Linked DNA regions of Gossypium arboreum: region 2 is linked to region 1. Evidence: chromatin contacts called from public Hi-C data. All regions are on one chromosome and are shown on one strand. Each heading gives the region's core, a stretch centred on a gene start, on an enhancer-like site or on the middle of the called end of the contact. The rest is flanking DNA. Distances are from core to core; before and after follow the strand shown.

Region 1 (3,576 bases), core at 349-2,848:
GTACCAGCCTCGATTGGGTCCTTGTCTGCTCTTGAAGAACTCTACCTCGATAACAACAACCTACAAGGTCCTATCCCCGCGACTTTTAATGGTCTTGGTAGCTTGAAAAGGCTCGAAACTCAATCAAACAACATCTCTGGTGAGTTACCCGAGTTGGGTTCACTCAAAAACCTGTACTTTCTTGATGCAAGCAACAATGTCATTTCTGGGTATTTGCCTACAACGCCGCCACCTTCTTTAGTCCAAATTTCCATGAGGAACAACATGATTGAAGGCACAATCCCTCCAAGTCTTAAATATTTGAACTTTCTGCAAGTATTAGACCTGAGTCACAATAAACTCACCGGCTCAGTCCCTTATTTCCTCTTTAACCACCCATCTCTTCAACAACTCACTCTCGCATTCAACTCCTTTGATTCTTTACAAGCTCCCTCTAATCTAGGCACCCAAAGTGAGCTTATTGCTGTTGACTTGAGCAATAACGAGCTCCAAGGCTGGTTACCTCCTTTCTTGCCATTAGTGCCAAAGCTGTCAGCTTTATCCATGGAAAACAACAAGTTTTCGGGTATGATCCCTATCCAATACGCATTGAGAGCGGCTCTGCCTGCCTCCGGAATTGCCCCGTTTGCAAGACTGTTGCTTGGAGGGAACTACTTGTTCGGACCAATTCCAGGGCCATTGCTGGTACTCAAACCAGACACTGCAAATGTCAGCCTTGCGGACAACTGCTTGATCAGGTGCCCATCGCGTTTCTTTTTCTGCCAAGGTGCTGACCAGAAATCTTTAATGGAATGCAAGAGTTTTGGTTCTGTAATCCCTTGAATCATGTTATTTCAGCAATGTTTTTAGTTGAAACATCCATGTGTGTCTTTCTTGTCTAAGATTCCTTCTCTATTGTTCTCAGTTCGGGCTTGTTAGTTTTCAGTTTGTTAGTGGGAAATCTAAAAGAAAATCTTTGTTTTCGCATAAATTGTAATAATTTTGTATATTTTCAATATTTTGATTTTGCTCACATGGTCTTATGGGCGTGGGGGTATACGCTAGTAAACAATATAGTACTTGGGCCCTACTTGTCCTTTGAGGCTTATCAGATAGGTCCAGATAATTGCCAACCTTATTCGGTTTATTTTAGGTAACTCTTGGCCCAATTAAAGGACTTATTGCACCAATTAGTGGCTTGGATTGATAAATTTGATTACTTGAAATGTTTTGTAAGAATAATCTGCCTTTTCGTATGAACAAAGCTATGCTTCCTTATCATATCCCGTGACTGTAGAGAAATAAATGACCTGAAAGGCACAGTTCAAAGTGCATGTCGAGACAATTTTTTCCCCCCTCGCTTGTATTTACAGCTATGAAATACAGAATCAATGAAGCTGTGGGTATATATCACCTGTTGAAATATGCATGAGTTGTGATACCATTAATGCTTTACATGAATGGAGCCCGCGAATATTATTACGCTTTCAGGTCCCGCTCCCATGTAAAAATGAGATTACTGTTAACTATTCATTGGTCGAAAGTGGGATCAAACTTATCATGTCTGCAAACACAGTGCAATAATTTTTACTGGTTCCTTAACTCAAAAGCTAAGCCGATGGTCATCAATCATCATGCTTCAGTTCATAGACAAATACAAAGGATGCTAAAAAATATAATTAAGTATTTACTTTGATTCATTTGTTGCTTAAACATTAAGATCCAAAATTTTATCACAGCCGCCTCTTCCAGGTTGGCCAATAGGCTTATATTGTATGCAACTGGCTGGAAGTTCCCCCGATAGGCTAATATCCATTAATATTAACTTAATGAAAGCCGGATTAATCACATGGCAGCACTGTTTTCAATATCTGGCAACTTGCCTTCAAATGAATATATAATAAGATTGGACTTTCAGGTTCATGATTTCATAGTCATCAATGGAGATTTCATTTCATAACAATATGTTTTCTCTACTTCTTTTGCTCTTACCGTCACTATCTTTCTCACCATCAGCCTGGGCGGCCTGCAATGCAGTGGACAAAGAAGCATTACTGGGATTCAAGCGCACCATCACAGCTGACCCTTCACGACTATTGCAATCATGGATATCATCAACTGATTGCTGCACATCCTGGAAAGGGGTCGCTTGCAATTCTGTGGGAAGAGTTGTCAATGTCACACGCTCGGGCCTTGTTTCGGATGACGACGACCTTTTGGATACATTCATGAATGGAACTTTGTCTCCCTCCCTTGGGAACCTATCCTATCTTCAACTTCTTGACCTTAGCAATCTCAAAAACTTGAATGGACCAATACCACTGGAATTTGGCAAGTTAAGGCGTCTTACTCATCTTTTTCTCAATTCAAACCAGCTTACAGGGTCGATACCGGCAACATTCAAGCACTTATCTCGGCTGGAAAGGCTTTTCCTCAACAACAACCATATTTCTGGTATTATACCTTTCTCTGTTATTGGATCCTTAACAGCACTCACCGAACTTGGTCTTTCGGAAAACCAATTGAGAGGATCAATTCCAGCAACAATAGGGAAGTTGGTATTATTGACAAAGCTTGATCTTCATGCTAACAATCTTTCTGGCAGTTTGCCTACAACTATAGGCAAGCTTAAGAGCCTCAAATATCTGGACTTATCCCAAAACACGATAAAAGGCAGCATTCCTAAATCCATAAGAGGACTTTCAGCATTAGTACTCCTAGATCTCAATCAAAACCAGATTACAGGAAGCATCCCTTCATCGATTTCGGGGCTCATCTCTCTTCAGTTTTGCCGCATATCAGAAAACAAGCTGACAGGAAGTTTACCTCCATCCATTGGCCACCTCCCAAGCATTCAGAGGCTAATCCTTGAGAACAACAAGCTAACTGGGAAATTACCAGCTACAATGGGCCACCTTGTCACTCTTACTGAATTATTCTTGTCGAATAATCGTATTACCAGCAAGATTCCTTCTAGTTTCAGCAATTTGCAAAGCCTTCAAACATTAGATTTATCTAGAAACCATCTCTCTGGTGAACTTCCTACAGAGCTGGCCAAGTTGCAGAACTTACAGACATTGGATCTGTCGTTTAATCCTCTTGGACTAGTTAGCATACCAAAATGGTTTGCTAAATTGAAACTTTTTCGGCTTATGTTGGCGAAAACTGGGATTAGAGGGTCTCTTCCGAGGTGGTTATCTTCTACATCCATTTCTACGCTAGATTTATCAGCTAATGCTTTGACAGGGAAACTACCGCCTTGGATTGGGAATATGACCAGCCTTTCTTTACTTAATTTATCAAATAACGGCCTTCACTCATCAATTCCAGCTGAATTCAAGAATCTTAGGCGTCTAATGGACCTTGATCTTCATTCAAACAAGTTCTCCGGTAACCTGGATACAATTTTCTCCAAAGGAACTGATGACCCTATAGGCCATTACAACTCTATTGATCTATCTGACAATATGTTCGCTGGTCCTATTAATGACTCCGTTCTACAGAGCTCTGCAATGGATTCTATTACATCGCTTGTTCTGTCATATAATCTGCTAAAAGGATCAATACCAAAATCCATAGGGAAGTTGAGTGAGCTGA
Region 2 (3,576 bases), core at 426-2,925, 270 kb before region 1:
TGATTTTGGGTTGGCTCGAACCAGCAGAGGCAATGAACAATTCATGACAGAGTACGTTGTCACCCGTTGGTACCGCTCACCCGAACTCTTACTCTGTTGCGACAATTATGGCACCTCCATTGATGTTTGGTCAGTAGGATGCATCTTTGCGGAGATTCTTGGTCGGAGACCTATCTTCCCCGGAACAGGATGCCTCAACCAGCTTAATCTAATTATTGGTGTCCTCGGAAGCCGGCAGGAGGCTGATCTTCAGTTTATTGATAATCCCAAAGCCAGAAGGTATATCGAGTCACTTCCTTTCTCTAGGGGCATCCATTTGTCTCGTTTATACCCTCAAGCCGATCCTTTAGCCATAGATTTGTTGCAAAGGATGCTTATTTTCGACCCGTCCAAGAGAATTACTGTCACAGAAGCACTCCAACATCCTTACATGGCAACACTATATGATCCAAGGTGCAATCCACCAGCCCGAGTCCCGATTAATCTCGACATTGATGAAAACATGGGAGAAGAAATGATTAGGGAGATGATGTTAAGTGAGATGCTTCACTACCACCCAGAGGCTGCGTCAAGAAATGCTTACACCACATTGTTTTAGCTTTGCTTACAGAAACAGTATTGGTATTGGTATAGAGAATTCTACCTTGGAGCTTACCAATTGAGCAAAACATTTTGTCTTTTAACACCTTGTTAATTAGTTCGGGTTTTGAAATAAAATAAATCGGGTTGAAATAGTTTTGGATTTTTACTTTTCCTGTTCAAGCATTAAGGCTTAATCAAGGTTAAACACAGCTTTAGACCCTGGTTAGTCAAAACCATAGTTGTGGCTTGAAGGTTCCTTCAAATATATCAATTTAATCATAGCTTGCGCCCACATTTTAGTCTAAAAAGTAAAATAAACAATGTTTGCAATTTGCAGCAACTAGGAATCTTCTGTGGCATATGCATGTGTTTGAAAGGATTCTAAATCAAATATCTGCTGTTGTGTTGAACGACTTAATTAATTATTTATTATTTCCCTTGGGAAAAATTCAAAAGATTAATGTGGTCAGTTCAAAGTCTAAACCAGCCAGCCAGCCAGCCAACAATTTCAATATTGTTAAAAGAAATTAATGAGTTGTGGTACATTGGATGTCCAGATTTTTTGGATTCTTAAAATATTTAAGTAAATAAAGGTAATTAAGAGATGAATAAAGAATTTACATTATATACTACTGACACAGTAAACAAAAGATTAGTTAAAGGGAATCTTAAATATAAAATTGTTTTGAGAGCGCCATAATCAGCTCCTGGGTCTTTGCAGGGGCCACATGCTTTACACCAGACCAGCCATGAGCTTGAAATTTAAGAATAATAATGGCAAACATAAAACACTAGTGCCTGCATTTTTTTATGGGGACCAATCTTCAGAAATCCGACATGAACGCATGTGACTTGTACGGCTTATATAGAGACTCCGTGAAGAACAGTGTCCTTTTTCCCATGGAAGCACTATTGGTTTACTTTACCATTTTCTTGAATTAGCTTGTTAGAACACAACATAAATTGCAATCCAGAAATGAAGATTTACTGCAACCTGCCAGGCTAGCAAGAAAACGACTGTCTGAAGCCGACAGAAGTAGAAAAAAAAAAAAAAAAAAAACCCTTAACATTACATGACACTGTTGTAGCCATTCATTGTTTTTACAGTGGGGTAACTAAGCAAGCTTGCCAACATCAATTTTGCAACTGCTACTTGCTAATGAAAAGACCATACTTTCAACTTTCTAGTTTTTATCTGTTTTAAATTTCCAGTGGGCATTTTCCTGTCTATAAAATTCACAATAAAATACTTCATCAACCTCTTTACTTTCTCATCTCATCTTGATTTCCCTTTTAGCTTTTAACAAACTCCTTTCTTTCTCTAGATCTCTCGTCCTTCCATGTCTGGTTTTCTTTTTATCTTACATTAATATAATCAATATCTCATAGTTCTTTTCTTGTTGTTTCTCTTATTTGTGTGTTTTTGAATGCTCATCAACATCTTGTTCCTGATGTTTGAGGACTCATGTCTCCCGTACTCAGTGAAATCCTCCTTTCTGGGTTTATGATCAACTCTACTCTGAGGCGCAGGACCCATCTTGTTCAATCTTTCTCTGTTGTTTTCCTTTACTGGTTCTACGTTTTTTCATGAACTCTCTCTCTCTCTTTCTCTCTCTCCTTCTGATTGTAAACCCATAGCCCGCCCTTATTTTCTTCAGCTTTTCTTCACCATTTTTCATATAGAATTCCACATCTGAGTTTCTTTGCATAATAAAATTTCTGGGTTCTGAGGCCAGTTGTTGTTTCTTTTGTTTTGTTTGTTATAATTGTTGTTGTTACTTATGGCTACTTCAAGCAGTGGAGCATCCTCAGGTTCAAGCACGCTGAGAAGCTCGAGTTCATCGGAGGATTTTCAGCCGATTTTGGATGAAAGGAAGCGCAAGAGAATGCTATCCAATAGGGAATCTGCACGTCGCTCTCGGATGCGTAAACAGAAGCACCTGGATGAACTGATGGCCCAAGTTTCTAATCTCACCAACCACAATAACCAGATCCACACAAGCATCAATGTCACCACGCAGCTTTACTCCAACGTTGAGGCTGAGAACTTGGTTCTTAGAGCTCAGATGACTGAGCTCAGCAACAGGTTGCAATCTCTCAATGAAATCATTCATTTCATAAACTCCAGCAATGCGGTTCTCCAAAATGACACTAACTTTGACCAGGCGGCCTACTGTCATCCTCATCATCAGCTCAATGATGATAGTTTAATGAATCCATGGAATTTTTCCACAACCAATCAACCCTTTATGCCTTCTGCTGACATGATGATGTATTGATTGATTAATCAGGTCTTTGCAGTGTACCCTGGCTTTCTGGTTGTTCATTGATGTTGCTCTTTTTATCTTTTACTAGTGCTTTCAAATGCCCCAGAGTTCTTTTCTTTTATTTCCCTCGTTTTACTTGTATTATTTATGTTGTATTTAGAAATTCAAATTGCAATGCAGATGCATTTTCAGTTACACTGCGTTTATTATTATTATGAATGTAATAAATACCACCACAATCAATTATGATGATTGAAATTGAAAAAAATAATCAAGACTTAACAAAATTTATGGTAAAACTTTCTTGAACTTCAAAACAAGTTACATGATCCACCTCCATTCTCAATCCAAATCTGCATAACATAAATCATACAAAGTCGAGAACTATGAGCCTAAAAATCTTCGATCTCTTGGAATTCCAGAGTGTTGTAACTTCTATTACAGCCATCTTTCACTCAACTGTCGGGTGATCTTTGGTAGTCAAGACTATAAAACGAAACTACTTTTTTACCGTGGACCAGATGAAGCACGAGGTTTACCCTTCATTGAATTTAAGTGTTGAGTGACAAAGAGTACTCCCATCACAAGTAAAAGGCAACCGACCAGTGTGCTGAAAAAGAGGGCACCGGGTTGTCGTGTCTGGACAAAACCATATACTCCACTTGAGGTTACAAGAATAAGGTCAGTGAGCCCATCATTCGAGAAGTCCTCGGCAATCAGGGCATGG

What was found. A called contact is a pair of places that touch in the nucleus more often than the background predicts.
Region 2: a Hi-C map of leaf shows a contact between it and region 1, with 3 times the contacts expected there. The contact joins the promoter of LOC108479276 here to the promoter of LOC108478730 in region 1. A contact is called at or near these places in 2 of 5 Hi-C or Micro-C datasets (both in leaf).

What each region holds. Positions count from the first base shown.
Region 1 is chr12:14,572,306-14,575,881 of ASM2569848v2, reverse strand. LOC108478730 (probable leucine-rich repeat receptor-like protein kinase At1g35710) reads left to right here and starts at 1,598. Exons shown (of 1, transcript XM_017781200.2): 1 at 1,598-3,576. The coding sequence starts at 1,920. It overlaps LOC108479949 (probable inactive leucine-rich repeat receptor kinase XIAO), which reads left to right. Exons shown (of 1, transcript XM_017782823.2): 1 at 1-970. The coding sequence ends at 822.
Region 2 is chr12:14,840,367-14,843,942 of ASM2569848v2, reverse strand. LOC108479276 (bZIP transcription factor 11-like) reads left to right here and starts at 1,675. Exons shown (of 1, transcript XM_017781775.2): 1 at 1,675-3,044. The coding sequence starts at 2,364. The coding sequence ends at 2,861. It overlaps LOC108477328 (mitogen-activated protein kinase 7-like), which reads left to right. Exons shown (of 3, transcript XM_017779833.2): 3 at 1-734. The coding sequence ends at 598. LOC108479275 reads right to left here. Exons shown (of 13, transcript XM_017781773.2): 13 at 3,137-3,576. The coding sequence ends at 3,357.